Regions from separate parts of the Mus musculus genome. Here all the other regions are linked to region 4. The links are chromatin contacts, called in public Hi-C and HiChIP or PLAC-seq maps. All regions are on one chromosome and are shown on one strand. The core of a region is the stretch at or near the end of the contact, and the rest is flanking DNA. Distances in the headings are between cores, read along the strand shown.

Evidence for each region. HiChIP or PLAC-seq counts read pairs in DNA pulled down with a chosen protein or histone mark. Hi-C and Micro-C count contacts between places; a contact is called where the count stands out from the background.
Region 1: an H3K27ac HiChIP or PLAC-seq map of oligodendrocyte precursor cells shows a contact between it and region 4, with 9 times the contacts expected there. The contact joins two enhancer-like sites. A contact is called at or near these places in 1 of 484 Hi-C or Micro-C datasets (the HL-1 cell line) and 6 of 115 datasets of contacts at active chromatin or transcription factors (bone marrow-derived macrophages, embryonic basal ganglia, embryonic fibroblasts and 3 more).
Region 2: a Hi-C map of uterus shows a contact between it and region 4, with 3 times the contacts expected there. The contact joins two enhancer-like sites. A contact is called at or near these places in 2 of 15 datasets of contacts at CTCF or cohesin (pro-B cells and stem cell-derived epiblast-like cells), 11 of 484 Hi-C or Micro-C datasets (ECoMG-derived neutrophils, LSK cells, the N1E-115 cell line and 6 more) and 7 of 115 datasets of contacts at active chromatin or transcription factors (T-cell acute lymphoblastic leukemia, astrocytes, bone marrow-derived macrophages and 3 more).
Region 3: a contact with region 4 is called in a Hi-C map of the N1E-115 cell line, with 6 times the contacts expected there. The contact joins two enhancer-like sites. A contact is called at or near these places in 20 of 484 Hi-C or Micro-C datasets (the HPC-7 cell line, the N1E-115 cell line, brown adipocytes and 11 more) and 1 of 115 datasets of contacts at active chromatin or transcription factors (bone marrow-derived macrophages).
Region 5: a CTCF HiChIP or PLAC-seq map of CD8 T cells shows a contact between it and region 4, with 6 read pairs. The contact joins two enhancer-like sites. A contact is called at or near these places in 4 of 15 datasets of contacts at CTCF or cohesin (CD8 T cells, the NIH/3T3 cell line, large pre-B cells and 1 more), 2 of 115 datasets of contacts at active chromatin or transcription factors (T-cell acute lymphoblastic leukemia and embryonic stem cells) and 3 of 9 other capture datasets (embryonic stem cells, liver and pancreatic islet).

What each region holds. Positions count from the first base shown.
Region 1 is chr7:113,819,175-113,821,874 of GRCm38.p6, reverse strand. All of the region lies in intron 2 of Spon1 (spondin 1, (f-spondin) extracellular matrix protein), which reads right to left. Among named protein-coding and RNA genes, the nearest start is that of Spon1, 55 kb to the right of the region's middle. Within about 2 kb of position 1,329, at least 10 of the 459 cell types and tissues checked have an H3K27ac peak or open chromatin away from gene starts, as enhancers often do. A contact at or near this core is called in oligodendrocyte precursor cells, where this site is marked.
Region 2 is chr7:113,858,288-113,860,987 of GRCm38.p6, reverse strand. The region is part of intron 3 of Spon1 (spondin 1, (f-spondin) extracellular matrix protein); the gene reads right to left. Among named protein-coding and RNA genes, the nearest start is that of Spon1, 94 kb to the right of the region's middle. Within about 2 kb of position 1,272, at least 6 of the 459 cell types and tissues checked have an H3K27ac peak or open chromatin away from gene starts, as enhancers often do. A contact at or near this core is called in uterus, where this site is marked.
Region 3 is chr7:113,877,819-113,880,518 of GRCm38.p6, reverse strand. Spon1 (spondin 1, (f-spondin) extracellular matrix protein) reads right to left here. Exons shown (of 16, transcript NM_145584.2): 4 at 1,269-1,342. Among named protein-coding and RNA genes, the nearest start is that of Spon1, 110 kb to the right of the region's middle. Within about 2 kb of position 1,433, at least 8 of the 459 cell types and tissues checked have an H3K27ac peak or open chromatin away from gene starts, as enhancers often do. A contact at or near this core is called in the N1E-115 cell line, where this site is marked.
Region 4 is chr7:114,019,501-114,022,200 of GRCm38.p6, reverse strand. All of the region lies in intron 7 of Spon1 (spondin 1, (f-spondin) extracellular matrix protein), which reads right to left. Among named protein-coding and RNA genes, the nearest start is that of Gm51454, 16 kb to the left of the region's middle. Within about 2 kb of position 1,285, at least 81 of the 459 cell types and tissues checked have an H3K27ac peak or open chromatin away from gene starts, as enhancers often do. A contact at or near this core is called in CD8 T cells, the N1E-115 cell line, oligodendrocyte precursor cells and 1 more, where this site is marked.
Region 5 is chr7:114,209,468-114,212,167 of GRCm38.p6, reverse strand. No RefSeq gene overlaps it. Among named protein-coding and RNA genes, the nearest start is that of Copb1, 44 kb to the left of the region's middle. Within about 2 kb of position 1,272, at least 20 of the 459 cell types and tissues checked have an H3K27ac peak or open chromatin away from gene starts, as enhancers often do. A contact at or near this core is called in CD8 T cells, where this site is marked.

The DNA of each region.
Region 1 (2,700 bases), core at 80-2,579, 200 kb after region 4:
GAAGGAAAGATAGATACTTCTGTCTTTTAAGAAAGGGCTTTCAAGGTAGATTTCTTAATATTAAAGATCTGGCTTATATTGTTCCAAACAGCAAGCTTTTTATGGAAAAGTTTACAAAGACAGAAAAGTAAAGGAGACATAACCTCAACTGTTTCAAATGCTTGGTTTGTTTCCTTGTAGCCTTTCCATCTGTACTGGGAAATTTGTAACAAGCTGTGTTTGCTTTGTATGTGCGCTAAGAACCTCAACACTTTTGCAAGCTCTTCCAAACCCACCAGAAACAGGCTGAAGGGCTGTGCGGCTGGCTTTGGATGGGCAGCCCCTCCTTTTCTGTTCTTTCTGTGTTGTTGTTGTTGTTGTTGTTGTTATTGGTTGGTTTTCTGACACAGGGTCTCTGCATGTGGCCCAGGATTCTCTCAAACATACTATGTAGCTCAAACTGACCTCAAACTCAAGATCCTCCTACCTCCCCGCCTGAATGCTTGCCTGACACATGTGCACCACCCCACCTGGCAGAACTGGGTCCCTCTGCTGGGCCATGAAGATTCAGGCTCTATCTCCTCAATAACGTTACCAGAATTCTACCCTTTCACTAGGGCCTCTGCGAACAGATTCTTATCTTTGTTTTATTCATCTCTCCTACTTTTTTACTGCTTTATTTTATCAGCCCTAGGGGGATTCTCTTGCCTTCTAGACCCAAGAAGCACTCAGGAATATGGCAGGAGGTGACTGAGCCACAAACAGGGTCTGTGGCCCCTCTGGAACCCCTCTCTGGGCACACAACCTCCAAATCTACCAACAGTTCATTCCCAGAGCCACCAGATCATGTTCCCATTAACAGCAGACTAAATCAGTCCTTATGCTGTGTGGGTTGCTGTACACAGGGAGCCAACATAGCAGGCCAGCCTTGGGAGCAGGGCTGGACCAAGAAGTGTGGGTGCACTGGGCTGACTAGTAACTTGGCCTCCTTTCAGAGTGATGCTCTCTAAATATTTGCCCAACATCTACTTGGAGGAAGAGGCTGACGCTGCGTGGGAGAAGGAATCTAGAAAGACTGTCGGCTCAGCAATACTCCTCCTTATGCCCCTAAGCACAAGCCTGGCCCTGACCCATCCACCACACCTCAGAGACCTAGAGGCAGAGCCTGCATCAATTCTTGACAGTCAAGTGCTCTGTGGGATTGGGGATGCTTCTGCCAACAGGCAGTGCTGTAGGGGAAGGGGTCTGGCCAGGCCCAGCAGCCTTGCTCACAGTCAGCATACCTTTTCCAGACTGAGTGGTTCTCTTTTCTGTAGAATGGGTGGTAATGACAGTATCCCCTTCAGCAGGCTGGGAGGGTTTTAATGAGTCAATCAACAAAGGCACTAAGAGGTCCCTGGCACAAAGCTATCACCGCGTGTGTTAGAATCACTGTATATTATTATCATAAATACTATCATTATCATTCTCCTGTCATGTTAGCTGTCAACAATTCTGAGAAAGGCCATTTCCTCTATCTCAGTACATTTCCAGCCATGTTCTGCTCCTTGCAGCCTGGTATGCAGGGCACCATGCCAGCTGGCCCACCCCTAAGTCCAGTGCAGCTGGGGAGCTTGGAGGACAGTGGACAGCTCCTTAGGATGTAGGGCAGGTGTGTGCATGTATGCATGCCAGGACTATGCCAATCACCTCTGATTGTTCTTTTCATTTTAGATTTATGTATTTATGTTGTGTGCATGAGTGTTTTGCCTGTGTGTATGTGTTGCCCATGGAAACTGAAAAGGGTATTGGATGAGCCGCCCTGTGGGTTCTGAGAATCAAACACAGGTCCCCTGGAAGAGTAATCAGTGATATTTTTAACCACTGACCTATCTCTCCAGCTAGTAAATTCTGGAACCTAGAGCAGGATTCCCCCTTACAGACGGGTGAAATATGCCACTTGGTTTCCTAAGAGAAGCCTGGGGTCACGGAGGGAGAACTCAAGAGTTGGTGATTACACTAACTGCTCCTCCAGAGGTCATGAGTTCAATTCCCAGCAACCACAAGGTGGCTCGCAGCCATTGTAATTGGATCCAATGCCTTCTTCACATAAAATAAATAAATAAATCTTTAAAAGGCGGGGGGGAGGGGCTGGAGAGATGGCTCAGGGGTTAAGAGTTGGTGATTTGCAGATCTGGTTCAGGCTTCTGTTTTGGTAACTTAGTGACCTTGATAAAGTCACCTGCTTCTCCATCCTTCCATCCAGATCTGTCTGTGCCATGTTTATTTAAGAAGATGCTTGCCTGGGTGCCTGGAGTACTGAGTTACCTCCCACGATGAAGCTCTGTCAGCACCCTCTGGGCCTGACACCTGGCAAAGGGTTGATGTTCATGTACTTGGAAGGGCCTCCACTATACATGCCCAAAAAATGTAGCGATAGCATCTCGTGTTTAGTCGGACATACCTCTCATTTCTTTCAGCACTTCATATTTATTTCATATAATTATCTCAGTGATCATTTGAAGTGGGAATAGTTCCCTCTATGGATTCAGAAGCTGGGGCTAGCAAGCAGGGAACGTGGGCTCACATCACACAAGACTGGATAGCTGGGCCCACCACATTCACCCCCATCCCCATTCATCACACATAGAGGGGGCATGCGTTTCTACTCAGTGCTAGAAAACCGCTCTGATAAATAGGTTTAAACAAATAGGACCATATAAACAGGAAATTTTATACTAG
Region 2 (2,700 bases), core at 23-2,522, 160 kb after region 4:
ACATCAGAATGAGATATGATTTCTGGAGGATTCAGTGTCAAGTATGTTTCTGTTACAAAGTACCATAGTCTACAAGGAACCAAGATGGCAGGATGCTTTTGTTAGGAGGCTATCTGATAATGAGCTGTTCTAATGAGACTACACAGACTTAATGTGCCTCTACCCCAAAGCATCAATATGCATCATGCTTCCTTGGGCTGAGGTAGCTACCTTTTTTAAAAAGTAAAATTTGTAATTCAAGCTTTAGCTAACTTGGATTCTTTTCTGTTCAAGCTGAGCTGGAGAAGCCCAGGAGACCCTTGAAGCCAGAGGTCTAATGTCACCATCTGGCCCAGTTTGCAACACTATTGTGCTGGACAGTCAGCAGAAAATGTTAATACATTCTCATCACCCATACCCTCCTTTGGAGGAGTAAGCCAGTTTGTGGAGGAGTAAACTGTTCTGCCTTGCAACATATTTTTAGTGAAACCAGTTAGTGGCCATTGATTAAGACCACTGACTAATAATACCTGAGCCAAAGTCATCAATGTGCTGGATGTAGGGCACACTAGCTATGTCTGCATTGGGATAGCAGGAGAACTGTACATATCAAATGGTGCAAGCTGGCCAACTTGAATTCTTTATTTATTTATTTTTCCCAGGGGTGTGATGGTTTGTATATCCTTGAACCAGAGAGTGGCACCATCTGGAGGTGTGGCCTTGTTGGAATAGGTGTGACCTGGTTGGAATGGGTGTGTCACTGTGGGTGGGCATAAGATCCTCACCCTAGTTGCCTGGAAGTCAGTCTTCCACTAGCAGCCTTTGGATGGAGACATAGAACTCTCAGCTCTGCCTGTGCCATGCCTGCCTGGATACTGCCATGCTCCCACCTTGATAATAATGGACTGAACCTCTGAACCTGTAAGCCAGCCCCAAGTAAATGTTGGTTTTTTTTTTTTTTTTTTATAAGACTTGCCTTGGTCATGGTGTCTGTTCACAGCAGTAAAACTCTAACTAAGACACGGGGTGACTAGGAAATTAAGAGAACAAGGGCTGGGCCTGAGTCTAGTATGAGAAACAACTGTCTAGAATGCTCTTCTTCTGGAGCTTGTGGGATGTTCCACTGTGATCCACTGTCACCATGGCTGCCTGGCACGATATCACAGCTTGTCCTTTGAAGGCCTTAACTGTTGTATTTGAGCAACAGACTTCCAGCCTGGAGGTCAACTGTGCAAGAGAAACTCCACGTGGGAGCCTACAGCGAGCTGGTTTCCACTTGGATCCTTTGGGCTCTTGTTGTTGTTGTTGTTGCTAGGCCTCATCAGCATGAAAATGAACTTGTTTTGATTTGCTACTGTCTGTCTTCTATTAGGAAACTGTTATTAGGAAAATCACATTAATTAGCTGCAGCTGAGGAGAGACTGTGGCTATTTTGGGGCTGCAGCTGCAAAGTCTCTTTGCAGTCTGACTGCTGACTACATTTTAACAACCGGCAGAATAAATAGTCTCGGGGTACATTTAATCACATTAATTTTGTTTTCCTCTATCTCTATTGCTGTTTAGAATTGTTGGTTAATCTACATTAAATAATCTGATGCTATTAGCATACTTTCAAGCAATCCTATTTCTCTCTGTTATATTATATTATAAAACTTAATGATAAATTTATGAACTTTATTCATGAAAACAGATCATTAAATTTTATCCTCAAAGCTGGCTTATCAACTGAAGTATTTGTCTAAGTTTAAAAAAAATCACATTTTACAACTATATAGGGTAACAGAATTGGATGGGTGGATACTTGTGTGGAATGACAGGCAGAAGAGAGCTAAATGGTGTGAAACATCTAAGTTCTAATCCTAATTAATTTATTACTCATTTTTATCAACACTATGAAACAAAAGTAGTAGACAAGGCACGATAGAGCTTTGCGGTCAGGCAGATTGTGTTTAATCCTGACTCTGTAGTAGTTGAATGATCTGCAATCTGTTTCCTGCCCTTCTCTTCAAATTGGGCTCAGTGTCTGCTTTATGACACTCTTGTGAGTGCTCATAGGCTGAGCTGGTATAGAAATGGCCTAGCATAAGGCAGGTGCTTGGAAGGTGTCATCCGTTCCTCTTCCTCTAATTTCTCATGAGCTTATGCCTATTCTATACAACTAGAGAGTTAGCTGACCTCTGAAGAGGTCCAAGATTCTCTTGCTCACCTCTGCGTACTACACTGACCTGCTGGAGACTACTAGTGAGTCTTACAGCTCCCATGACTCAGCATTGTTATCAGACAGTTTAACAGAAACTATCAGTGCTGGTGTTACAAGCATGCATCATCATACCAACAAGTACCTCCTTCTTCTGCTGTAAACAACAACAACAAAGCCAAGGAAGAGACATAATCAAAGCCATCTACATCTGTGAAGATGTTCAGTGGATCTGGAGCCCAAGGAGTCTGACCTACCTTACCCTCTTTCCCCTGTCTCCTGGGTGGCAAGAGAATCTCAAACCGAAGCTACTAGGCAAAAGCATCAGGGTGAAGACAACCAACTGCAGCCCCCAGAGAATCCTGCCCATCAGAAAGAAAATCCAGCAAAGCTTGGCAAAGAAGAGATGAGCCTGGTTTGTCTTGGATTTTCTCCTCTGGGTCTTTTTGCTCCTGTTCAAATCCCACCACTTTTATTCCTCCATCATGATCGTGATGCTAACCATTAGGGAACAGCTGGGGGCA
Region 3 (2,700 bases), core at 184-2,683, 140 kb after region 4:
CAGTTCCGATGTTTAAAGTCTTATTTTTTCACAACAAATTAATGAACAAGCATTTGAACATAGACAGCAATAGCTACCATGCACGTACACACACACACACATACAAACACACACACACACACACACACACACACACACACACACACATGCATCCACATTCAATCTTGCGTGTATGATGTGTGTGCTTGTCTGGGTTGGAGTCTGTGAATGCAAGTATGCCTTTGCACTTCTATGGGGCTCAGAGGACAATCTCAGGTGTCAGTCCTTACATTTGATCTTGTTGGGAACAGGTTCTCTTGTTGTTTTCAACCTGTAGATGTCAGGCTAGCTGCGCTGGGAGCACCCAGGAATTGCCACCTCTGCTTCCATCTCATATGTTACAGATGAATGATGGGATTGCAGGGCTGAAGCACCATGTCCAGCTTTATGTGAAGTCTGGGGCTCTGAACTCAAGCCCTCAAAGTTGCATGGTAAGAACTTTACTCACGGAGCCATTTCCTTGGCTTATTGTACGTTATTAAATCACATGGTGTGGGGGTGGAAGGGCAGGCTGCACAACAGAAGCAGATCTAAGCTAGGCATAATCTGAGCCCAGGCCCCATCTGTAAACACACGGTCTACTTTATTAGGATGCTCCAATCCCAGGCTCAGGGGTAGCTCAGAGCTAAAGTGCTTAGTTAGCATGCACAAGGCACCAGATATGATCCCTAGCACCAGAAAAAGGACATCTATTAGAATATTTCACTCTAAGTAAAGGGTGTTTATGAACTTGCAGTCTGAGGACCAGACTTGGAAGTGGTAAAATCACAAGGTTAGTGTCCCCCTACCCTCCAACCCATGACACTCCTGTCTGCTACTGGTCTTTTTTTGGGAGAAAAGCTCCATATTATTCAGGTGCCATGCAAGTTCTGAGGGTGGTTATTCCAGAGAGCCACCATAGGCTTTTTAAAGGTACACAACTGTGCATTCCTTAATTAAGTCCTGTGAATTATTCCAAGGAACCTCTTCAGAATAATCACTGTTTCACAAAAATAAGAAGACAGCACCAATATAAGGTACATTATCTCCTACCCAGGGAATCAAGCCGAGTAATTAGAGCTTAAGGCGGATCCAATTATCCATAGCACACAGCCAGATTAAAAATCAGAGCTACGTGAGGAGGCAGGGCCCAGGGGAATTCAGAAAGCCCTGTTGCCTGAATTTCTGCAGCCAGCTTAACCTGAAAGAGCCCTCCCTCACCTCTCCCTCCCCCGTCTGCATGTTCTTACCCTGTTCACACAGCTTCTTGGTCAGGGAGCCCTCGTCTTGAAAATAAATTATGCGTTTCTGTACAATGCTGGCCCTGTGGGGAAAGAAGACATCAACACAGTGGTGAGATGGGCAGGTTTAGAGGGACAGTCAAACACAATCCTTGCTTAGAAGCCCATGTTCGGTGGCTCTGTGTGCTGTTTCCCAAGCTCTGTGTGCTTCTGTCTCTTCATTCATAAGCAGACAAGCAATACCTGCCCCATGATGTCACCCTGAGAACTGCCAGGCAATGTATGTCAGCAGCCTAGCACGTGCCTATAAACCATTCCCTCCCCATTAGGTGCTGGATTACTATTGATGGCACTGCTATTAAAGTAAGAAAGTAAACCAAGGACATTTTCAGCATCTTTTCTCAATGGCTCATTTTCCCATCCTCTTCCTAGTAAATGATGGAGGCTGTTTATAGACCCACCACATTCAGATTTCAGAAGCATGTCAAATCCTTCTCCTGAAGGGAAAAGAGGAATCTAAAACTATTTTTTTTATTTGTTCTAAAAATGTCATTCTATATCATTCCTGAAAGTCTAGACAAAACCGTCTCCTACACTCTGAACAAAGACCGCGTCAGCTGCGGTCTTTCTCCCTTGAACACGTCAAACGTGGGCTCTTAGAATTTAGAAAGCATAGTTTGAGGTTGCAAATGACTTAGCTTTGGTCAGCACATATTTCCTCTTTCCTTTGTGACAGAACAGAAATGCAGTTTCTCCCTTAACTCATTCTCTGTTTATTTTCCATTGGCCTGGAGAAGGATGGATCCTGAAACCCAGTGTTCCAGCAATTTAAGAGTCTACAACACTTAAAATTGAGCTGGTGCCGATAAATCTCGAGCCATTTCTATTGATTTTCTTCAGCAATGCTACTCAATCAAAAGGTAATTTTCACTTCGATTCACCCTATTTAACAGATAAAGGCATCCCTGACTCCATTAGAGCTGACCGCACTGAACAACGGTCTGACGGCCATGATTCCAGACCTAGGAACTGGCCCACGTTCTCTGTGGGGATCTGTGCTGAGTAGAGACAATTTCCCCAATGGTCTGGGCAAAGGCCAAGATGACTTTCCAAAGAAATGTCTATGCTACATCCAGTCTTGCACAAAAGAGTACAACTCAGGCCAGCTTTACAGATGTCTTTTACAGTCTTTCCCCACCCAAGAGAGACAAGATGTTGAAATAAGTAAATGAAATATGCTTCCTGTCTACACAAAACGACTTTGATCATTTTATCTATTCTCTGGACCATTAAGTGGGAAAGTTCCCTCAGACCAAAAGAGTAATAGCCATCCCTACCTCAAAACCAAGTAGCAAAGCCTCTTGTTCTTACTTGTCAGGGTGCCTCTCTCACCCTGGGCCTGAGGGACCCTTGCAGGAGCATAGACCTCCTAGGAACAGTC
Region 4 (2,700 bases), core at 36-2,535:
CATTCAAATATTGTGCAAACGTATTCTCCTGTAAAAGGTGTGCATGCAACCTGTCGCATGCTGAAATTTGGGTCCTGTCACCGAGGCATGTCATTATATCTATACACAAATATTTCAAAATGTAAAAGTCTCCATGGACCCTCTCGTTCTGGCTTTCTGCCACTGCCACTGACAAAACATTGGAGAAAAATGTCTTTGAAGAAGAAAAACTTGTTTTGGCTAATGGTGTCAGAGATTTTAATCCATGGTCACCTGACCACATTTCCTTGTGACTGGGCAGCGTAGTGCACCATGGTGGGGCTACAAGAAGGTGGTGAGGGGTGGGGTGGGTTGGGGTGGGGTGAGGGGTGGGTGGATAGGTGGGTCCTAGCAGATGTTCCAGGCACACACCTCCACAGGCCTAACTTCTTTCCATCCTCCCCTGCCCCAGAGTTTCGCTGTGTAGCCCAGGCTGTCCTAGAACTCACTCTGTTGACCAGGCTGGCCTCAAACTCAGAGCTCCAGCTGCCTCTGCCTCAGAGTGCTGGGATTAAAGGTGTGCACCACCACCAGTGAGCCTTTTTACCAAGTCTTAAAGTTTCCATCACCTCTTAAGAATGCCACAGCTGGAGACCAAGCCTCTAGCTTTCTGGAGGGCACCTAAGATGTGAATCAGAAGACCTCTGGTGCCAAGAAAAATAAGAGTGTCATAAAAGTGTCCCCATCCAGCATAATTGAAAAGTGTCAGCATCTACACAGTGATAAGCCACATCTCTGAGAAAAAGACCCAGTCCTAGTAAAGTTATGAACAGTTTACACACACATAAATTAAAAATAAATATGTACATGAAGAAATGTCTTTCCTGACCTCTGAGAGGGTGAGGTGCATGGGATGAGGGCAGAGAAGCGAGTGCTTTTAACCCCACCTTTCCTTGTAGTTACTAAACCTGCAATATGGGACCAGTGTATTTAACTGTGAAGAAATGGCTTCTCATTGGTTCCTGACAGTACAGTGCCTCATTTTCAGCAAAACTTCCCAAAATACCACAGAGGAAAAGAGGCGAGAGATGATTTTATGATCAATCTACACTCTGGTCCTTGCCTTCTAAGTTACAAATCCTCACCAGTGAGACCTACCTAGTAATAGTTTTTAAAAGGTTTTACTTTGGTCTCAATTTGTTTTCTCAAGTGCAGGAACTCTATTAAGCCACTAGGGGGCGCCCAAGCCATTCATTAGACTGAAGCACGGTGCTGGCGGATCAGGGTTTGTCAAGTTTTTGCAACATTAGTTTCTAACCAGAAGGTATTTGGGATTCCAAGTCCATCTGGACATGCAGATCTACCACCTGCTCAAGTCCGAGTTCCTTTACTACCCCACGGGCGTCGATGGACCCAGGTGACTCTTGCTAGGAGGAGGCAAGAGGGACCTCGGAATCCGAGGGCTGTTTCTGGTTTCATTTCTGGAGAAGTAGACCCAGTCTTTGCACCGCTGATCTCACAAACACCGGCCATTGTCTAAGCAAGAGATAACCAAGAGGAATGGGTGGGAATAATTTAGGGGGAATGCCAGTCCTTTCCAGGAGATGAATATCTTTGAAAGTTCCGGTAATTCTTAGCATTCAGACCACCCTGGAGTAGTGCAAATTCACAATGATTGCAGGAACTGTTTCTCACTTGTGTTTGCAAAGAACCAGTGAAGGATGCGGCTTTGCTCGGAATTCGTCTTTCCCTGTCTCTACCCGAACATTGGGCTGTCAGGGCTCTGGCTTGATTTATTGAATCAAACATGTCACCGTTGATTCGTTCATCCGCTCCTGCCCTTTGAGAAGGGGTGCTGGGAATGCGGATGAAGACTGCTGAGAAAAAAAGTCAGTTTCAACAGGCAGTGCTTTGCAAAGTAGGTCACCCTGGCTTTTCCACTGGGTGAAGAGGCTGGAATCCCATTAACCTCCATCAGACTTGCAGGGATGGGGATGGGGGGGGGGGGGAGAATGGGGGTGGTGGGGGGGCGGGGTTGTTAGTGCAAAACAAAACCTGGCTTCGTGCAGGCTTCCTAATTTGACTTCCTAATGAGATTTGGAAAGGAAAGGGGAATAGAGGGTTTGGGAAAATCAAAGGAAAATTCCTTTCCCTAAATGAGCCCATAGTGTGGGGTGGAAAGGTTTGGGCTGTTTGTGAACTGAGTGTTTGCCATCAATTAATTTTTTGTTTTTTCTTTCTTTCTTTCTTTCTTTCTTTCTTTCTTTCTTTCTTTCTCTCTCTCTCTCTCTCTCTCTCTCTCTCTCTCTCTCTCTCTCTCTCTCTTTCTTTCTTCCTTCCTTCCTTCCTTTTTTTTTATCTTTGTTTCCACTGGGTCTCAGAAAGTCTGAGGGGCAGGTAAAGTGTGGGAAGGTATTCCCCATATAATACTTCTTTCAAATTTCAACATGTCTTTCACCCGTTGGAAGTAACACACACACACACACACACACACACACACACACACACAGAGAGAGAGAGAGAGAGAGAGAGAGAGAGAGAGAAACAACCCCGTCACCAAAACCTAAAACACCTCCAAGCCACCAAAACACACACACACACACACACACACACACACACACACACACACACACACAAATCCAACTCGATTTTCTTCCCTTCTGCGTCACAACCAAGTCAGACTTTGTCTTCTACAGCAGGGTTAAGGTTTCCCCTGCTGCATGCAGGGTTCTCCCATCCCAC
Region 5 (2,700 bases), core at 23-2,522, 190 kb before region 4:
GAAGAAGGGGAAGGGAAAAGGGACCAAACGTTCCTGTGCTCTGGGCAGGCAGAGACAAACATTGAGGGGCTGCCGGGATGCTTTCCACTTGGCCCCAGGTGGGCACGCAAGCCTCTGACCCATCTGGCAGGGGGATTGGAAAAGGGGCAGCCCCCGAGGCGACACCCTGTCGCCCCAGGGCTATAGGAGAGAGGGAATAGTGAAGAGGTTCCCAACACTGGCAAGAGTGGTATAGTGAATCTAGATGGAGCAGAGACTCTATGGTTTAAGAGCTTTATTATAGAAATGCAGGGAGAAAGAGGTGGAAATAGAGAAGGCTACAGAGAAAGAGGAAGAAAGGAGAGGAAAGAAGAAGACAGAGAAAGGGAAGAGGAGAGAAGTGGGAGGTAAGGGGACAAAGGAGCGAGAGAGAGCATAAGAGTAAGAGAGCGAGGTGGGGGCTGAACACCCCTTTTTATGGTCTTCACTGTTGCTAGGTAACTGGAGAGGAGTTTAGCCTGAAGGTCAGAAGCTTGGGCCATTGTCTATGTGACTACTGACCATGCTTCTCTTGTGGGGGCTGTGGGAGCTGGTAACTTAGGCAGGGGCCAGAGTTCCAGGAGCATGAGGGAACGCCTACCGTGTCATGAAGGTGAATTATGACCATCGGGGTTCAGACCTCAGCTCGACTGGAGACCAGCCTGCAATTCCCCACAAGTCATGACATCACAGCAGCTATAGCCACCTGTAGTGAACCCACACAAGACTGGACGTATCAGCAAACAATGAGTCAGAGAGGTGTTAATAGGACACTACCCCTCCTTTCTGAGTTTTTGGCTATTGATGGATTCTAGAGAAGAGACAATTATTGTCTTAGTCATGTACCCACTGAGGAGAAATAGAGATAAGATGGTAATTAGAAGAGGAGGTTATAATAGAAATGTACTTTATAAACAGGTGATACAAAGGATAAAAAGGGTTAAAGGGAAATTGGTTAAAAGGGCTAGAGATGTAACTCAATGATAGTAGTATATGTGAAGGTCCTGGGTTTAATTCCTAGTACCACCCACCAAGTAAAGGGTTGCACTAAAGTTATAGTATGGCTGGTCAAACTAACTGATCACCTTCTGGCCCTCTCTAGAATGGCAGTACATCACTAGTGTTTGCGTTCTCTCAAAGCTCTGTCTTCCTCCAGATCTCAGGAGCTAAAAAGAACAATGTGGTACAGCAGTGTGGTTCAGTGAGTTTGCTGCTACATAAAAAACCTTGTCTGCCACGCACTTGCTGTATGATCTTAAACAATCCTGAAGTACTAACCTTGTGGCTTGGCATATAGCTAAGTGGTAGAGCACCTGCCTAGCATGCCATGCCGGGACCTTTGATCTCCAGCACAAAGTAAGTAAAATAAACTCCAGCTACTAAGTATTTTATCTGTGCCAGGTGCAACGCTGAGTGCTTTTTCCCATGACATCTATAGTCCTCATAATGACCCTGTGAGGGGAAACTGCTGTCATCATTTGCAGATTATGGCTACAGTCTTAGAAGAGGTTAAGTTACTTAAGGCTTAAAAGAGATGAGCCCAGATATAAAACCAGGGTATCTTGTAGTTAATCTCATTATCACTTCTACCTGTTCTTGTGCCTTATCCCTCGCCTTGTATGTGAGGGTTCTTGTATCTACTTTCCAGAGTTGATGCCGTGATATAATACATTTATAGTACCACACTTGGTATTATAGTAAACATTCACCAGTAAATGTGCATTCCTTTCGTCCCCATTCACCCTTCTTACAAAAAGAGGAAAACCAATCCAATTATTTTGCCTCCCTCAGAATTTAGTTCCTTGTTTTATATTCTACTTGTGTGCTTTTTGGTGTTTTTTACTTAGAAGAAGTTTTCTTTTCTTGAGACGTTTTTGAGATATCACTGCGCCTCAACTGTCTTGTGTTGTTTTCATAAAGTTCTTGACCCTTCACTTATCAAGTTGTCTCAGTTGTGGCTATCTACCCATATTCCTAAGGATGGTCTCTAATAGGTAGGCTTGATTACTTGGAGAATGACAGTCACATGACTGGTCCTTTAAAAACATGTATCAGTTACAGTAGCAGAGTGCTGTCTAGGGATTTCTGATCATCTGACCACATCCTCCCTGTGTTCTCCATCTAGCAGTAGCAGCGCATCTTTGATTGGGACTTGTGCCATGCAGTGAGTGACAAGAGTGCAGGCAGGATTCATGTGTTTTACCTGAGGTTCTACATGCTATGTAGGGTTCTAAGAACACTCCAGTGCTTGTATCTGAAATAAAAGTAAGGCCAGTAGGATGTACAGTAGATAGCAGCTTGGTGGACTGACAGTCGTGAACAAGGCTAATCCCAACTCTCTAAGTAGCTTTCTGAAAATAATGCCTGGACCTGTCTTGTTATCTATAAAATGAAACAGTTTAGCTAATTCACTTCTGGAGTGTCTAGCTTAAAAAAAAAATCCATACCCCCCACCAAAAGCCTTGTATTTTACCATTATCTCCTTAACATGAAATGGGGGGGAGGGGTGCAGCTCAGTGGGAGACCTCTTGCCTAACATGTGACAGGTATGGGCTCAGTCCCAGCACTGAAGAAATATATGTCACACCCTAAATCTTCTGCTGTGTTCTGTGTCACTTTGCTAGAAACCTTAATTCTGCTTTCCCATTCATCAAATTCTAAATTCTATGTTTCCTTCTTCAG